Regions from separate parts of the Mus musculus genome. Here region 2 is linked to region 1. A link is a contact called in public HiChIP or PLAC-seq data. All regions are on one chromosome and are shown on one strand. The core of a region is the stretch at or near the end of the contact, and the rest is flanking DNA. Distances in the headings are between cores, read along the strand shown.

Region 1 (5,132 bases), core at 950-3,449:
TGATGTGAACCACAGTGTTCTTTTGCTTGTTTGTTTGTTTTTTGTTTTACTGAACATACAGTTTTCACTTTTACAGAAACAAAAGTTTCTTATGGGAAACCAAGTCCCTTACTGCCCATTCGTCAGTATGGAAGTATTAAGTGGATTGCATTGTGTAAAGGTGTTTGATTTTTAAAATAGCTGTTTGAGTTTTGATTCATAGAAAAAAGATCATTAAGTCGATTTTGGCTCCAGAGACTGGAGAGATGACTCAGTGGTCCACAGTGGTTGCTGATTTTGCGGAGGACTAGAGTTGGGGTTCCCAGCACCTGCGTGGGGCAGTTCACAGCTACCAGCAACTCTAGCTTCAGGGGACCCAATGCTCTTTCCTGGCCTCCACTGACACTCCCACATATGAGGTACACATTCACACACACCCACACACACACACATACACATAAATTTTTTAAAAACTGGAGATTTTATTTTTCTATCTTATATGTATGAGTGTCTGTCATATATAAGGCACACACATATATAAGATATTATATGTCATATGAATACATATGCATACATATTTGTATATAAATGCACCATGTGTATACAGTGCCCAGGGCACCCAGAAGATGGTGTCAGATCCCCAGGGACTGGAATTACAGACAGTTGTGAGCTGCCAAGTAGATGTTGGGTCCTCTGGAAGAGCAGCCAGTGCTCTTAATGGCTGAGCTATCTCTACAGCACCAACATAAATCTTTAAAAACAAATTTTCTTGGGACTGGGGCAGAATTTCAAAACAACACTCCAAAATATAGTTCTGCTACCTGGCACCACACATTTATGTGAAATGGCACTCCCAGCATTGGGATTTTTAAAATGAAATTATCAATCAACTCTGAAAATTATGACGATGGTTTGTGTCCTGTAGTATCAAATGCTTAGCCTTAATTTAAGTCTTTATATAAAAATAAGCAAGTCCATCCATCTTAACATGTAAACGGCTTTCTTTTATTAATAGTAAAATTATATGTATTTTAAAGATTGTTTTAAAATGAGTTTCTTTATGACTTACTATAAGTAAGTGGTTGATTTATATACTGGTTTTATATACATATACACCCAGAATTACACAAAAACTTCTGCCGTGAAAATGTGCTATTAGTGGCAAAATTAATAATAATAATAAGCCATCCTGAAAACGCTGCAGTGGCTGAAGGCTTCAGGAAGAGTTGGTAAGGTGGGGCAAGGCAAGTGGGTGCAGGAACAGAATTTGCAAAGGCACCAGCCTAGCTTGGCTCCTTCCTCCCCCCACAACTAAAGGTAAAAGTGGCAGTTTGTGTAAATTACTGAAGACATTTTATTCCTAAAAGTTAGAGGCCAGCCTGGGCTATGTAGAAAGTTTAGAGTCAACCAGGACTACAGAGTGAGACCATATTTCAGTCAACATCAGGGGCTGGGGCTGGAGACACTATTTAGCTAGGCTTGGTACCACTGACCTGTAATTCTAGGACTCAGGAAAGGAGGCCAGCCTGGGTTACTTGAGATTCCGACTATGATACAGCAACACATTTTTGATTTAAACTTTAAATTTAAAACTTTTATCTGTATGCATGTATGTATACACAAGTGTCTATATCACACGTGGGGGTTGGAGGACAACTTGAGGGAGTCCTCCTTTCACCATGTGGGGATGGATGGAACTCTGTCCTTCAAGCTTCGAAGCAAGGGCCCCGTGGCTCCCCTTTTCTCCTATAAGCCCTGAGCCAAACCTGATACATTACAGGAAAGGATGGTGTGTGTGTGTGTGTGTGTGTGTGTGTGTGTGTGTGTGTGTGTGATGGGCCTGCGGAGTGTAGGTGTCCCTAAAGCAAAGACTGAAAAACATAGCTTGGAAAACCATGGGCTCCAGTTAGTTATTCTAGGCGCCACTGAGTACCGCACAGAGCCGCCTGCAGCTTTCATGAGTCTTGGCCAGCACATCCTGAACACGTAGTGGCTAAGGTTAAGGACCTTCCATCCGGGATAGTGCTAGTGTCACGTAAGTTCAAGGAAGGGTCCCCATAGCGCCCAGAGCGCTGTGCTCAGCCCACACTCACGCCGCAAGGGTCGCCAAGCTCTCTGCTCTCTCATGTGGGCACAGGCAGGTGGGCGCGGGAGGCAGCAGCCAGGAAGAGGGCGGGGCGCAGGTGGGGCGGGCCGGGGGCGGGGCGACCGCGGTTCCGGGATCCGGGTCCAGCCTCGGCCCGAGGCCGCGGGGTGCAGCTAGCGGGTGCATGTGGGGGCGTGCGGTGAGGAGGCGCTGCCCGCGGGGGCTGCGGCGCGGCCGGGAGGCGTTGCTGGCACTGCTGGCCCTGGCAGGGCTGGGCGCGCTGCTGCGGGCTCGAAGCAGGTCGGGGACGGTGGACCCGGGACCCCCGCGGACTCCTCTCCCCGGGCGTCACGAGCCAGTGCTGCCCAGGCCGCCGCTGCCCGCCGATGCTCTGGGAGCGCATGGGGAGGCGGTGCGGCTGCAGCTGCAGGGCGAGGAGCTGCGGCTGCAGGAGGAGAGCGTGAAGCAGCACCAGATCAACATCTATCTGAGCGACCGTATCTCGCTGCACCGCCGACTGCCCGAGCGCTGGAACCCTCTGTGAGTAGTCGCGGAGCACTGGCGCGTGGGACGCAGCATCCTTCTCGGGAGGAGGTGGTGCAGAGCGGGGGTGGTGGTGGGGCGTATCTAGAGGGCGAAGAGGCGGGAAAGTTAAAAAAAAAAATCAGAACGAACCTAAGAAAGTCAAACTGGTAACTGAGTGGTCCCTTGAATCAGACACCTCAAAGTTGTCATTCTGTCGGGACAGGGTGAGATTCGAGTTAAACACACTGAAGAGACCCCTACTTCGTGCCTGTGGGGGCAGTTAGGACTGTGGGTGTGGCTGTGACTCCGGAGAGCTGACGGCGACTAGCACAGGGCTGACCCCATTCATTGGTGTGGGTGTGCTGTTGCCCAGGGATAGAGCAGAGCCATCGAGATGCCCAATGGCCGTGCCCGAGGCCCGGAGCCGCCTCCCTTTCTCTCTGGCTGTTGAAGTCCTAGCTTTGGGTGGAGGGCGGTGGGAAGAAGAGGTTTGTGGGAAGGGCGCCTGTGACTCTTGAGTCCAGCCGAGCACACTCTTGTAGGTGGTGCAGGGCAGATCCTGTGTAGTCAGAGCCTAGTTCCTGTTGAAGCTGCTGGCTTTTCAACAGGTGAGAGACAAGGAAGCAAACACCCGCAGCAGCTGCTGCTGCCACCTTTACCCTCAGTCTCCCAGACGCCTCCACCCTTTAAATTTGTTACAGAACTTTTAGTTCCCACTTGAGCTCGGTAGATTGCCTGGAAAACAGAACTCAGAAAGGGGTCCTGGTTAGAGCCACAGGGCCAGCCTGGTGTGATTATCAGGCGCTTGCCACATTCTACTCTCCAGGCCTTGACAGTTCTTTTTTTTTCCAGTTTGGAAATGGACTCAGAGGGCATAGGCAACACTGACCTGCGAGAGGATGAGATGCGGTCTGCTGTGCCCCTTCCTCCATCAGGGAGAGTTTAACAGATTTAACTGAATTTCTCTCACCTACCGCAATGGCTTTGCCCGAAGCCCTTTTCACTCTCTTTCCGAGTCAAAATTGCTGGGATTGGCAGGGATTCTCCACTCCTACCCAGTGCCTCAGGCAGCTTCAGCTCTTTGAAAGGTCAGGTCTTTTGCTCACTAGTTCTGCGGTCTCCGACAGTGGGGTTCAGTCTTTAGTTGATTTGGCCTCAGTTTCCTTGTTTGCCAACTAGGGAACCGATGAGGGTTAGTCTGTACACTCTGTGTAAGTGGGCTGAAGGAATGCCGCCTCAGACTTAATAGTCAGCATGTACCTGGGAGCACCCTGTCCTGCTTACTTCCTCTTTCCTCGACTGCCCCTTCGTGTCATCTGCATTTGGCTGGAAAGTTATTCTTCTCCGGATCCAATTTCCTTTATGGTTAGGAGTTGTGAATATCTCTTTGAAACACTTTAGATGACCTGTGGGGCTTATGGTTTCCTGTCTCCATGGTGATGCAGCTGCCTTGTGTCCTGCCGGGATTTGAGACTAGATCCTGCTGTGCCATTGACCCTGGAAATTAATCCAACCCAGCAGGATGGGCCTTGCCTCTGACTCAGGCCTGCCCCATTAGTTTCGGCTAGCCTGAGAAAAAGGTAAACTGGAGCTGTGTATGTCTGGATCAGGACAGTCTTTGAGGCACAGCCTCCATATGGTTAGCAGTGCCGGGGCCTTGCAAGGGAGTCTCACTAATACCGCATAATAGTCCTACCCTCCGCCCCCTTATTCTCAGGGAGCAGCTTCCAGATCCTAGTAGATGTCTGACTTCTCACGTGGTACCAAACCTTATGTATACTAAGCACTGTGATACCGCACTGTGATGTAGCACCAAGTCCTGCAACAAGATGGCTGCTAAGTGACGACGGTGTGTTGGTGGTCAGTGACGATGGCGTGTTGGTGATCAGTGTGAATACACTGGACAAGGAAGGGGATGAATGACTCACCTCATAGAAAGGGCAAGCTTTTATTACAGTATTTGAGGAGGTTTACAATCTTCCTTTTGTAACTGATTTGTTTCTGGAATTTTCCATTTGATACTTTGGGAATAAGATTGATTGAATAACCAAAGCTACAGAATGGGAACCCCCACACAGGATGGGGTCTCTGTAGTAGTTATGAGTCAATCTTGAGATTTGGGTTGAGAATTCAGATGGTATCCTGTGCTCACGGCATAGGGTCCCTCAGGAGTCCGGTTAATCAGCAGAGAGGTAATCAGGGTCCTTAACTGTCAAGGAGGGCGAGCCTGTAAGGTAACTTCCAGACAAACCAAAGAAAAGCCATGCAGCAGGTCACCCAGAAGGTCTGGGTAGAGATGTTCTGTTTTCCTTTTTAGGTGGGAACAGTTATTTATCTGTTTGTTTTTATTATAAAAGCAAGATATGTGGGCTTCAGAAATTTTACCATAAGAAAAGCAAAAACCCCAAACAGCTAAAAAATGCCAACAAGAGAGCATTAAGGCAGGCATGGTGATGCACGTCTGGGACCAGATCAAGCAGAGCCACATAGCAAGACTCAAAAAGTAAAAGGAAAAAAAAATCAGCTTACAACCCTGGCAAAA
Region 2 (5,212 bases), core at 193-2,692, 160 kb after region 1:
GTGCGCTACACATGTGCGCATGCTGCCGTCGGTGTCTTTTGAAGAGTGAGCTCCAGATCTGGGGAGTGGGGTTGGGAGGCCACTGGCCGCTCACCACATCACAACAAAGTCTAGCAAGGAAGTTTTGATCTTTGGGGGCAGAGGGAGACATGTTTCAGGGCCTGCTGCTGACCCTCAGAGGCCCTGGAGATGCTAGGAAGCTGTTGTGGCTGTCCATATTCTGAGCATATGCTAAGGGGGTCCATATTCTTTGAGAGCAAACAAGGAGAGTCCCTTGCCTGGAGAGCTGGAGGGGAGGGTTGCAGCAGTCCTGGCACCTCCGTAGACAGCACAGTCCCAGGCTGGTTCTTTGCAATGTCCTCGCTCGCCGGGACACTCCTGTCCTCCGTGGGCATTACCATGTACACCTGTAACCCATGACTCTGGTTTCTCTCTTCCTCAGGGTTCCATACAACAGCTTACCATCTATTCAGACCCCAGGACCCCTGAGGAGCTGTGTGAAGCACAAGAGTCCTCGGTGAGTCTCTGCGTTCTCCCCCCGCCCCACCCCCATCTCACCCAGGGCTCTGTGCCTCCATCCCCCAGTCAGCCAGGGGAAGGCTGGATGCCCATGCAATTCTTCTCCCTCAGCGTCATGCCGCCGCCGTCTAAAGCCTCTCATCATGGCCAGCACTGCCCCAAGTCCTATTTTGGGCTTTTGGCTTTCTTTCACTTTTTAAAGCTCTTCAGCCATCTCCTTGGAGTGGGGGCTGTGTGTCTTATAAGGTGTTCCTCGGGCTGTGGCAGTCAATGGCCTGGTTTCCAGCCTTCCTGCCAAGAAGGGTGTCAGGATTCTAAAATCAGAGCTAAAATGCTAAGATATTCTGGGTGTAAAGTCCTATAAAAATGAACCTAAATTTAGGTTCATTTTATGCTTGGCAAGTGAATCGATTCCTAAGCTGGGGGTGGGGTGGGGGCCAGGGAGGAAAGATGTCTCCTTCCTTCCTTCCTTCCCTCCAGGATTTACTGGTAGTGACAGCCCCTTGTAGGCTGGGGATAAAGGGCTATACTTCAGGGGCCGTCCCCTCCTCCAACCTATGACTTAGAGACACAACTCAGTGGAGAGAGTCTTAGACCTAGCTCAGCAGGTCAGGGAACAGAGGGGCAGGAGGAGGAGCTGGAAGCCAGGGAGGGAGAGGCCCTGTCTGAGGGTTCTTCCAGGCAGACAGGAGCATCATGCCAAAGCCAGATGCAGGCCGGGTGGCGAATCCTGTGACTGTTGCTCTTTAAGTGATGTCAGCTTCTGAACACATTAGAAGTTGGTTTCACTAATTTAGTGTTTAAAAAAAAATTCTGCACACCAGAGGTAGCATTTATGCCTGTTTGAATTTCTAGACTCCTGAGCCAGTGCCATTCAAGAGAGCTGGGAGATAGGATGAGGAAGTTGTCAAATATTTGTCTCTGCTCTGCATTCAAGTTGAAGTATAAATAACCCAGAGGTCCCAGAACAGAGGAACCTCTGCAGACAAAGCACTGGCTCCTGGGCAGACACAGGGGCTGGCTGTGAAGGTTAGGTGACAGCAGGAAGACACCTTGGATGAGTGCTCCCTGAATGGGTTCCAGGGAGCATCTTGCACAAACCAGGAGCAAAGGGAGCCTGCACATGGTCAGAAGGTGAAGTAACGAATTGTAGCAATAGCAGTGTGGATGGAAATAGAAAAACCAACAACGCACTCTGCCTTTCCCACCGTGTCTCTGATCTCATGTTTGCATACATGTATACACACAGAAAGGCACAAACACCACACATACATGTATTCACATGTACATTCGTGTATGCATGCATACCACACAAACATGTATATATGTGTACACATGTCTTCATACACATATATGTATGTGGATGTATATGTGCACACACACATGCATGCATACCACACACAGATGCACCTCCACAGATGCAGTCAAACAGATGCACATATATGCATGTAAGTGCACATATACACATACATGCAAATGTACACACATGCACATACAGCTCCTCTGCAGGAGTCTGCTTGTCAGTCTCTGACCTTCTCAAGTACCATAATCCAGTGTAACCTGCTCTCATGCCTCATGTGTGTTGTGACTTATCTCCTCACAGGCGTCTGGAGAAGCCAGTGGGTTTCAGGAGATGGATGAAGTCGCTGAAATCATGGAAGCTGTCACCTACACACAAGCCCCGGTGAGCATGCATGCTGCCCCCATGAGTGAGTTGTGTGTCTCAGGCTGTTGTCAGATCGGTGAGGTTAAGTACCTCTGGGGGAGTCAGGAGGGCCCTTTGCTACCTCACACCCACACCCAAGCAAGCTGCCAATGTCCCAGGGTCACCTGCATGCATGACTATGAAAGACATGCCAAGGCAAATGAGCTTTGTGGCCTTGGAGAATTGACTCAAACCCACTGAACTTCAATTCTCTTCTACCGAGTGATGATAGCGTATAGGGTCATTGGAGAGGTAGACAAGGCAGTCAGGAGAGAGCCTCAGAAAGTCCCCGGCATGAGGGAAATAACCCTGAATGATACTGAGTGTTGTGTTGAACCCATGGCAAAGCAGCCCCCACCTCATCCCAGCATCCACATTTCTCCCTCCTGGGACTGAGTTCTGCAGAGAAGAGAAAGGGGTTTCCAAAGCCTTGAGTCAGACCATGGAGTTGCAAGGATCTCCCATCTTTTGATAATAGCAAGGAGCGTCTGAGCTGCAAGCAAAGACAGCTCCCAGGCTGGGCGCAGCACTCAGTGAAAGCTTCTGATAGAGAGCAGGGAAACAGAAGTAAGGCAGGGACTGTACAGTATAGACCTCAGGCAGCAGGGATGTGGGTGTGGCAGGTAAGAACCATAGTCTGCTAACGCTAGAAAGACTTAGACAGATGTCTATACCAGAAAGGGAACCTGGGCAAACTGAGAGCACAGGTCTCCTGATATCTACCCAACCAAGGGTGGTCTGGGTGGGATTGTGGCACTGCACCCCCAAGACCTTGGCCAATCTTGGCTGAGATGGGGAAGCTGAGGATCCAGGAGTCTGTGCACTGCTTGGGGGCAGTATTGGAGTCCTGTGTGTCCATTAGGCTTAGCCACCCATGGGCACATCCTGGCACAGGTCAGTGGGCCACATGCTCAGGGCTCAAAGCATGACGTTGCTTTGTATAGACAAGTTCATAACCTAGAGAGAGGCTAACTCAGAATACTAACAACCTGGCGGTTCCTAGAGTGACCAGAAAGTGCAGTAGGGTCTGAGAGGTGAGAGGGTCACAGGGGTGAGAATGGGGCACGGATTTGGGAGGGGAACGTGGAGACAGCCATCTTAGGACAAGCATAGAGGGCGACCAGGAGAGGAAGAGAGCTCACGGTTCTGTGGATACGATGTCTTCCTTGCACCCTGCATGGAAGGTGATCCACCATGACACCAGTGCTTCAGATATAGGGACTGATGTGGGGAGCAGGGGACAGCAGCAACCTGGAAAGGGTGTGACATTGATCTCTGAAGACCTGGAGAAGTGATGGAAAGAGAAATGGCTAGTGGCGTGGTGCACTTGGGTCTCTGAGGCAGCCCGTTCTTTTCTTTCTCCAGTTCTTAGAAACTTGGGAGAAGGGCTGTACTCAGAGACCTACCCACAGTAGGTCCTAGCCCTGTTGTTCCTGGCTACTGGCCTTCAGCAGGAGACCTAATGTCTCTAAGATAGCTTCCCCCATTAGTCCAGAGCATGCCTGCTCCGTGGATTGGTCTGAGAGGTGGACAAACCACATGGTCCAAACACTCAAGTAGACCTCGATACACAGCAGTGGTGGGTAAAGGCTTGTGGTGGTCACTGCAAACTAGCTGGTGAAGATTTCAAGAAGCCAAGGAGCTCAGGGCCAGACTCAATGCAGTTGGTTCCCTGTTCTTTTGGAATCCCCTCCACACTGGCTTGCTGGTGTCTTGTTGTGCAAACCCTCTATGGCTGTCCTCTGCTTAAGAGAACTCCCCTAGACCCACCCTGTTGGTCCCAAAGCTGCTGGTTCCCAACACCCACATGGCAGACACCATCCTCAGGATTCTTCTGTCCCTCTACATTCGTTCCTCCACCTACACATGCTCACCCTCCAGAGGGCGCTGCTGAGTTCAGATTCATGTCAGAGAGGGCTTCTGTGGTCTGTTCTATAGGAGAGGGCGTGGAACAGCAGTGTTGTTGAGGCCACATGGCCTGAAGGTGACAGAGCCACATCTTGGGCCACACCCTCACTCTACCTTAAAGGGCATCGTGGCTCTTTTTTGGCACAGGGAATTTCCCTCTTGGTCTCAGACAGCCCTTCCTTTCTCTGTCTGGCTTCTTTCTTGGTCAGAATCTCACTTCTCCATTTCAGCCTTTGTAGCTTGCTACCCTCCGGGACATGGACTCTAACTGACAAACAGAGCCAGAGACAGCCTGTCCAGCCCTCCCTGCTCGTCCTGTTTAGGGTCGGCACCTCTGCTGCCCCATGCCTTTCTCTCCTGCCGAGCCAGCTCCTGTTCATGTGCCTTTGCATATCTGAAAAAAAAAAAAGTACCTTCTGCTGAGTTAGAATTAACTTCTGTTTCTCAGCTCTGGCTGTACACATGAATCACCTGTACCCAAATGTGTGTGGAACCGACAGAGATCTTTACTAAAGAAGCCCCAGGGCTGCTTCCCTGGGGTGTTCAGCGTGTCTGAGCAAAGCAAGAATCTACACTGGCAGAGAGCTCTGAGGGTGATTCCCAGACACAGCCAGGACCTCTTCCAGCCACACCTAAGGGCTCTCGGCTTCCCAGACATACCATCTGGGACTTCCAATTCCGACAGCTCTGTGCAGTTCTGCTTGCCTGGAACCCCCACTCCACCCGCCCTTCCTTCCTTCCTTCTGGCAAATTCTTATCCACCTCAGGATCCAGGCCAAATCCTCTCCCATGAGGCCACTTGCTTCCATGCCCCTGTTTCCAGCTTGGCTCTTGCTTCTGCTGTCCTGTGTGCTCTGTGATAACAGCCTGTGAGGCTGTTCTGTGCCCCAGGGCTCAGCCCACAGCCGGGCACATAGTGGATCCACAGGAACCTACCTGTGAGTGAGCACATCCGATTGTGACTGTGAGGGTGGGCAAAAGCAAAGCAAAGCCACACAAACACACCTCCACAATAACTTGAAAAGGCACGGAAGTCTTCAGACTAGATCTGCCTACACTGTCACAGCCCACACTTGGTTC

What was found. HiChIP or PLAC-seq counts read pairs in DNA pulled down with a chosen protein or histone mark.
Region 2: an H3K27ac HiChIP or PLAC-seq map of microglia shows a contact between it and region 1, with 4 times the contacts expected there. The contact joins the enhancer-like site here to the promoter of Galnt12 in region 1. A contact is called at or near these places in 4 of 39 promoter capture datasets (embryonic stem cells, hippocampal neurons and stem cell-derived epiblast-like cells), 9 of 115 datasets of contacts at active chromatin or transcription factors (the SCID.adh cell line, embryonic forebrain, embryonic stem cells and 3 more) and 4 of 9 other capture datasets (adipose tissue, embryonic stem cells, liver and 1 more).

The regions. Positions count from the first base shown.
Region 1 is chr4:47,089,724-47,094,855 of GRCm38.p6, forward strand. Galnt12 (polypeptide N-acetylgalactosaminyltransferase 12) reads left to right here and starts at 2,200. Exons shown (of 10, transcript NM_172693.4): 1 at 2,200-2,605. The coding sequence starts at 2,250.
Region 2 is chr4:47,247,034-47,252,245 of GRCm38.p6, forward strand. It overlaps Col15a1 (collagen, type XV, alpha 1), which reads left to right. Exons shown (of 40, transcript NM_009928.3): 4 at 443-517; 5 at 2,123-2,203. It overlaps Gm52733 (a long non-coding RNA gene), which reads right to left and starts at 5,044. Exons shown (of 3, transcript XR_003955398.1): 1 at 4,895-5,044; 2 at 4,099-4,156; 3 at 2,197-3,507. Within about 2 kb of position 1,443, at least 9 of the 459 cell types and tissues checked have an H3K27ac peak or open chromatin away from gene starts, as enhancers often do. A contact at or near this core is called in the SCID.adh cell line and microglia, where this site is marked.